2 separate regions of the Mus musculus genome follow, and region 1 is linked to region 2. The links are chromatin contacts, called in public HiChIP or PLAC-seq maps. All regions are on one chromosome and are shown on one strand. Each heading gives the region's core, a stretch centred on a gene start, on an enhancer-like site or on the middle of the called end of the contact. The rest is flanking DNA. Distances are from core to core; before and after follow the strand shown. Region 1 holds the start of Higd2a (HIG1 domain family, member 2A). Region 2 has its middle 24 kb from the start of Gm16578.

Region 1 (3,759 bases), core at 603-3,102, 340 kb after region 2:
TAGCTTGTATGAGCGTCTACTACCTTAGTTCATCCATTGAAATCTCATCAATATTAGCTGGAAAACAACTCAGCCAGGGCACAGTACTACTTGTGAACCCTGGACTTCTTCGTTTCTCTCTCTTTGAATCTTGGGCTCTCTGGCTGTAGAGTGAAGAGTCAGAGTGCCCTTTCTACATGAGAGAGGACAGGACGGTAGAAGAACACAGCCCACACTCACCATTTACCACATAGGGCTTCCGTACAAGATCCCGGGGTCGCTCCTCCGTGTCTACCTCCATGGCCTTTACCTGTAAAGAACAGGTTTGAGACCAACAGACAAGCACCTTTGGTCAGAGTTTGACCAACGTTAGGGAAGGACATTCCCTATGGAAACACAACTATGTCTTGTATCAGAAAATCCTTGCCCAAAGTCACTAGAACCAGATCACACCACACACGGTATGTTCATGCTCACACTCACATGTCATACCACACACAGTATGCTCATGCTCACACTCACATGTCACACCACACATGGTATGTTAATGCTCACACTCACATGTCACACCACACATGATATGTTCATACAGTTGCATATGACACCCACAGTAATATTTTTAACAAGCAATTCATCTTTCTGCCTATATCTATGCTTTCCTTACTCTGCTGTGTAGTAGCACCACAAAAACCATGTGCATGAAGAGCGCTTTATAAGTTACAGGGAGCCATGTCCGATAGCTTCTTCATGGGGAGGACTTACCTGCCAGTGCTTAGTTATAATTTTACTAAAAAAAAAAAAAAAAAAAAAAAAACTCTTGGGGTAAGCCGGGGGGTGTTGGTGCACGCCTTTAATCCCAGCACTTGGGAGGCAGAGGCAGGCAGATTTCTGAGTTCGAGGCCAGCCTGGTCTACAAAGTAAGTTCCAGCACAGCCAGGGCTATACAGAAAAACCCTGTCTCGAAAAACGAAAAAACAACAAAACAAAAAAAACCCCTCAAGCTCTGGGGGACAGAAAAAGATACATTCTAGAAAATTCCACTGACCTGAGAAGAAATGGTAAGCAGAGGAGGGGGCGTGAATAAAGGAGGTCGTTAAAGGTCTTTGACCAGAATTAGTGCAAGCAAAATGACTTTATCACAAATATGGGAAGTAAGTGTGTGTGTGTGTGTGTGAGAGAGAGAGAGAGAGAGAGAGAGAGAGAGAACAAATTCTGAAACTCTGCTCAGTGAAGGAACGTCAGGTGGGAAGGAAAATAGGAAGCGGCTAGTGTGGAGATGGGGAAAGTGCTTTGCGTTATCAGTACCTTCTTCTTACGGAGGGGAACCGCCTTGTTGGGGTCCATGGCCAACCCCATCTCCGCCAGGTTCTGCCGCACGGATTTGGTGTGGTCCCAGGCATGTCGTATGTGGGAACTAACATCAAAGAGAGAGAGAGAAATCGAGATTCTGTCACCTCACCTTAGATCCCAGCCCAGGCCCCCGCCTCCAAACTGGCCCCTCACCACTCAATCCGTGGCGCTGCCTTCCGACGAGCATTCCGGTTCAGACGCTTTCGGTTGACGTTGTAACCGAACTTCTGCCTCCGAGTCTTTCCCTTAGCCTTGGGCATCTCGCTAACTGCCCCAACAGCAGCTCAAACCCTTGAAACAGCAGCTCAAACTCAAGAACCACGCTCTCAGAGCCGCGTGTTAATAGTCTCCGTCCACCCGTGCGCGCAAGGATTCTTGGGAAATGTAGTTTTAGTAGTTAGTGCCTCCACATTCACTTACTACAACTCCCAGAAAGCAACGGGCAATGGCGCCTGCGTGCTACACTCAGCAAGCTATTTCCCCGCCCCGTAGTGACCTCATCAGAAGGCGGGGTCCGGTGTCCGGATTTGTGTCCTACCTATTTCTGTGCTGGTGGGTATGGCGGCTCCCGGTCCTGTGAGTCCAGAGGCGCCTTTTGATCCGTCCAAGCCCCCAGTTATCGAGGGCTTCAGCCCCACGGTCTACTCCAACCCAGAGGGCTTTAAGGAAAAGTTTATTCGCAAGACCCGTGAGAACCCAATGGTGCCTATAGGTAAGTGTGTGCTGTAGGAACGGAAGACCGAGAGGACAGCGGTTTCGTAGGGAAAGGAAATAGGGGTGGATCAAGTAAGCCTGGGGTTTGGGAAGGGGAGCGGACCAGAGGTGTGACGAAATGACGGTGCGGGGTGGGGGGTGACTGAAACGAATCGGAATGCATTGCGGGGCTTGGGACTAGATGAAGCAGACTGTAGAACTGCCCTCCTGTTGTGGCTCTGGGAAAGCTGGGACGGGCTACATCCTTAAGGGACCTGCAGGACCCGACCTGTTGCCTCCCGCGTGTGTTGTCCTCTCCCCAGGCTGTCTGGGGACGGCGGCTGCCCTCACCTATGGCCTTTACTGCTTCCACCGCGGCCAGAGCCACCGATCCCAACTCATGATGCGCACCCGGATCGCTGCACAGGGTTTCACGGTCGTAGCCATCTTGTTGGGGTTAGCGGCATCTGCTATGAAGTCTCAAGCCTGAGTATAGCCGGGTCTTAAAGCGCCATGGAAACCATTACAAAACCCAGGAACAACAGACATCCCTGTCAGACTTGCTCCCTCCGTTTCAGACCGGACCTTATTGTCATTTGGGTGAGGAAGTGGCCGATTTTGTAACTGATTTGCGCTTCCACCGCTGCCCCCTCCCGCTCCCAAAATCCCAGGTTCATTTCAGTTGGGTTGCATGCTTCTATTTGTGATGCGTCCCCTTAATTACTTAATAAAAGCTTATTACACTTGTATGTGATGAACTATTTCTTAATCTCATTCCTACGATCAAAACCATGATTTTTCCTTTAAATTTTTAAGAGGGAACAGGCTGTCAGTAGGACTGGCCTTTAAAAATCAGCTAGGTCTGACAGTGCATGCCTATTGCCTTAACTGTTCTGAAGGTTGAGGGAGAAGAAAGAATCTTGCCTGACTGCACATGACTTCAAGAGTTCAAGATCACCGGGCAGTGGTGGCACATGCCTTTAATCCCAGCGCTTGGGAGGCAGAGGCAGGTGGGTTTCTGAGTTTGAGGCCAGCCTAGTCTACAGAGTGAGTTCCAGGACAGCCAGGGCTATACAGAGCCTGTCTCGAAACCCTGTCTCGGAAAAAAAAAAAAATGCAAGATCACTCAGTAGAGTAACTTAGACTCTGTATCATTTAAAATGGCCTGAGGGTACAGCTCAGCAGTACAGTACATAGTGATTGTGAGGCCGGAGGTTTATTCTCCAGTTGTGAAAGAGGAACATAGAGCCTAGTGCTATCCAAACTTTCCTCGGCACTGTCAAGTTACTTGGGGCACTGGTTAAAAGTAGAGATTCCCAAATGTTCATTCTTGGGATTCTAATTCAGTGAGCTGTTTGATGTAATACGGGAAAGTTTGCCAGCAATTTCCAAGTTTCTGTAGCCTGTAGATGAGGCCTGTCGTGGTCCTGTTGTGAGTCAGGATGTTCAAACACACACCACCACCATTCTTTGACTACTTCTCTTACTCCGGTGCAGCCTCCTCTGCGACCCTCCACTCTGCTGATCTCTTTACCACTCCAGCTTTTGACACAGGCGTCTCAAAGGCATTTGTGATCTGTAGTCACTGTGTTGCTTTGAGGAACCGAATCCTCCCATGGGTCACCCTGCCTCTCTGAATACCTCCTGAAGGGGAAAGGGAAGAAAGTGAAGATACATTTCTTGGGCCCTGACATGTTTTCAATCTCTGAGTGGAAGGTCCGTGACTAGAGCTAGGTG
Region 2 (3,918 bases), core at 1,136-3,635:
CCCAGGACGGTGTCCATGAAACCAGCCTGCAGCCAGTGTGTCAGGAGCTCGGGCTGCAGCAGCTACCGCCCCCTCCAAACAGACTATGTCTGTACTGAATTAAAGGAGCCTGTGGCAAGAATCTGCAGGACTGCTTGCTCAGAAAGCAGAAATCTTTATGGTTCTATTAACTAGAGACACAGAAGGGTTTTCCATGTTCCTGGGAATAAAATAAAATGGCAGAGAGGTCTTTTCTTCTCTATAGCCTTTGTCTCAGTCAACACACACCTAGGTGATTCATGGAGACTGTGAGGGTATTTGCTCAAGGTACCAGAGAGAGTGGGGAGTGGGAGAGCAGGACACTAGAGAGCAGGAAGGACCTTAATAGAGGGTATCACACAACAAGAGCGAGCAAGTCTCTCAGCTCAGCCCATCTCTCCTCAGAAAGCTGTAATAAGGACAGAGAGGCCTACCCTCCTGTCCGCCCTCCTACCCATCTTCCTGCCCATCCTCTTGCCCACCCTCCTATCCACTCTCCTGCCCAACTTCCTGTCCACCCTTCTGCCCACCCTCCTGCCCACCTTCCTGTCCACTCTCCTGCCTACCTTCCTGTCCACCCTCCTGCCCACCTTCTTCTCCACCCTCCTGCCCACCTTCCTGCCCACCCTCCTGCCTACCCTCTTGCCCATTCTCCTGCCCACCCTCCTACCCACCCTCCTGCCCACCCTCCTGTTTCACTCAACCATGTTTGCCCCCCAAGTTCCCAGCCTCCAAATACCGTTGACCCATGATCTTGGAGATTAAACCTTCTGACACATAAACCCTGGTGACAAATATCATAGAAACCTTTGTCATGTTCAAATGATCCAAAGCAAGGATCACCACACCATCCTGCACTCAGAGAGCTAGTTATACCAGGACACAAACACCAGAAGTATGGGCTGTTGGAGAGCCTGCCTACCTGCACTGGCTCAGCTCATGACTTCCGGTTATGGGGGTGGTTAGGATGTTGCTTTTCCAAGCTCTACAAAACTTAAGCTCAGAATCGCCCTTTGCTAAGAAGCCTGTGAGGCTCCTGTTCACCACACCTCAGGTCCCATCTTCGAGGACTCAGAAGAATCCCCGTACCTCCTACTGTGCCAAGCCCAAGGCTGTGCTCTCTGAGCTGCTCCCAAGAGTTGAGTGCTCCCCAGAGCACTACCCAGCATCCTGGACAGATAAGTAAAGCCCAATTCAAAGGGAGCTTCCGTGAAGGACAGAAATTACCACCTCCAGTTCCAATTACCAGCTGAGCTAATTGCAAAAGTAATTGCAATTGAAGGGTCTAATTATGAGGCTGGGCCAGAGAAGCATTTCCTCCCTTCCGCCTCTGAGTACCCGCCCGCTCCCTCCTAGGGGGCTCAGACAGGGTGGAAACCCCATCCTGAGAGAATGGGGGCCTAGCCTGTGCCCCAGGGGCCAGACTAGTAAAGCAAAGCCAGATTTCTTCCTACCCCCATAAGGAGTTTCCACCCATGAGGGGGGCCTCTTCCGTTGTCTTGTACCACCTAGCCCATTACTGGGCCACTGAGAGCCAGGAATTATGAGCACCAAGTTCTTCAATGTCAATACCCATACCTGGGTATTTCTTACCCTGTCCTTCCCTGTGGACACTGTGTGTTGTCATTGTTGGAACCCTGTCAGAATGGCCCCTCCAACTGCCTTGGGGACTGGGATCGAATGGCTCATCTGGTCCAGGATACCCAACCTCGCCCTTGGATACCCCCAAGCTCAGCTCACAGACAACCCAGAGGAGGTGTTCATAAATAAGCAGGGCACACGAGGGTCAGCTAAGGGGGTCTAGAGTCAGCAGACCTTCCTACCCAACTATAGCTCCAACCAGCAACTCCTCTCAGGAGGCTCTGCCCCTTAAGAGATCTTCTTGAGCTGCCAGTCTTGTTGCCTTGTAGAGATTCAGGGCCAAGGAAAGGCCTGGGCTCACCTGATAACAGGATTAGGGACTGTCTGTCCATAGTGCCATGGACTGGGGGACCAAGCCTTTAAACATGGGGACCTTCTATATCCAAACTACAGCATTTTCCCATTTATCTAGGGCTCCCATCATGCCCAGGACTGTGGACATCTATCTGTGGGTCTAATCATCCTTTGAGGCTGGAGCAAAGGCTGTGCCCATCCTTCATCATTTCAGCAGGGAAAATTCAGGTGTCTCAGTTGACAGTTGTAAATTAATTAGTAACAAGTGTATATACCGTGAGTAAACAAGACCTGCAACAGCTACAGTGTGTCTCGGCATGCTGAAACAGTCATTTCTCCAGAAACTAGAAGCCATGCCACTAGGCTAGGCTCCAACACACCCACGGCTACCAGCTTGAAAGTCCCAGCCAAACTGCCAGCACCCAGAGCATCAGGGCATGAGCATCCACCAGGGGGCAGAGCAGGACCATAATACCCATTTGGCTAGAGCTGGCACCACCTAAACAAGGCAGAACCACCCCAGGTGAGGGTTACAGAGTCTTAGCTACTAGGTTAGACAGAAGGAGACCAAGGCTAAGGAGACAGGCAGAGGCAGCATCAAGTCATCCTATCTACGCTGTGGGAGTTTTAAGTAAATTCTTTCCACCTGGAGTCATGGCTTCCCTAACGTGTGTGTAAGATTGTTTTTAATGTCCTTAAGAGTTTCTTGGAGACATTCATCTGCCAAACACAAGTTAGTAATGGGCTAAATCACTGTTCAATTTCTAAAAGATGCCGCGTTAATCTGACTTCGGCTTGGGAGAGGGGGAAACACCAATCCCAAAGCTCTGTTAGGAAAAGTGTTGATTAATTGACTGTTAACAATGATCTGAGCTACAACCAGAAAAAGACAACCCAGGCCATTTCTCAATCTTATATTGAAGAGAGATGAGAGGATAGTTGAGCAAGGCTTCTGAGTGCCAACTGAATTAGCCGTTAGGGGTTTCTCACCTAACAAGAGTGGAGTGCCGGCTGAGGGGTCTGCACCATTTCGTCTCTCCGCCGCCTCTCAGCAGCCCCGGGACTGTGGGGCCAGCACAGTCTATGTGTGTCCTGCGCTATGGTGCTTAGAGGAAGGCTTTGAGAAATACTGACCGTTCCACTGTCTGCCTCAGCTTCGGTCTGCATCATCAGGAAACGCTGACTGCAAGCTCTGAACACTGACTTGAGTAAAGTTAATCTATCAGGAAGCTGAGAGGAAACAAGGGGAGCCTAGAGGGTTGGATTCAGCAAGTCTGAAGCAGCCTGGGGTCGGAGGGAGGGGGTCAGGGCGCTTCTTCTCTCAGGGTAATCGCTTTGCCTCTGTGATGGACGATCTGTGATCAGCCGTGAATCTAAATGTCTGGTGTCTGCTCACACGCAACCTCGGCGGGCTAGCTTGGAGAATGCCACTCATAATGAAGAAAGAATAGGTCCTCCAGGGAGTAGGGCAAAGGATCTGAGGAACCCAGGGCCAGCCAAGGTTCATGTCACAAGCTAAATCAGCGAGTCTGCGCTGGGAATCAAGCCCCCAACACACACACACACACACACACACACACACACACATGCTTTCTGGTCCCTGAGTCTGACTCTGTATCACCAAACATGGAAAGGTGGGCCTGGGGAAGGAACAGGCAGTGTCCTTTCTTGGGGATGAGCAGAGTTCAATGAGAGGCTTGTGGAAGACCAAGTAGACTGAGTGAATGCATGGGAGGTATCGGGAGAGACAGAGCCCTCTGTGCAGAAATATGAGCCTCAGCTGTTGCTAGTCCCAGCGCTGACAACTATTTCCTGAGTGAACACTGCCAAGCCCTGGGAGTCTCCAAGTCCAGCTGTATCATCAGTAAAGATTTTCCTGGACAAGCTCACGTGCCCTCAGGCAGCTCTCTGGCCAGCAGTGCTTCCCTTACCAAGAACAGGAATGTAGCTTCCGTGGTGACAACA

The links. HiChIP or PLAC-seq counts read pairs in DNA pulled down with a chosen protein or histone mark.
Region 1: an H3K4me3 HiChIP or PLAC-seq map of pro-B cells shows a contact between it and region 2, with 5 times the contacts expected there. The contact joins the promoter of Higd2a here to the enhancer-like site in region 2. A contact is called at or near these places in 4 of 39 promoter capture datasets (the C10 cell line, cranial neural crest, hippocampal neurons and 1 more), 2 of 484 Hi-C or Micro-C datasets (large pre-B cells and liver), 3 of 115 datasets of contacts at active chromatin or transcription factors (cardiomyocytes, large pre-B cells and pro-B cells) and 1 of 9 other capture datasets (liver).

Annotation. Positions count from the first base shown.
Region 1 is chr13:54,588,379-54,592,137 of GRCm38.p6, forward strand. Higd2a (HIG1 domain family, member 2A) reads left to right here and starts at 1,853. Exons shown (of 2, transcript NM_025933.3): 1 at 1,853-2,041; 2 at 2,346-2,769. The coding sequence starts at 1,888. The coding sequence ends at 2,512. It overlaps Nop16 (NOP16 nucleolar protein), which reads right to left and starts at 1,696. Exons shown (of 5, transcript NM_178605.4): 1 at 1,483-1,696; 2 at 1,285-1,393; 3 at 220-289. The coding sequence starts at 1,589.
Region 2 is chr13:54,245,351-54,249,268 of GRCm38.p6, forward strand. No RefSeq gene overlaps it. Among named protein-coding and RNA genes, the nearest start is that of Gm16578, 24 kb to the left of the region's middle. Within about 2 kb of position 2,386, at least 21 of the 459 cell types and tissues checked have an H3K27ac peak or open chromatin away from gene starts, as enhancers often do. A contact at or near this core is called in pro-B cells, where this site is marked.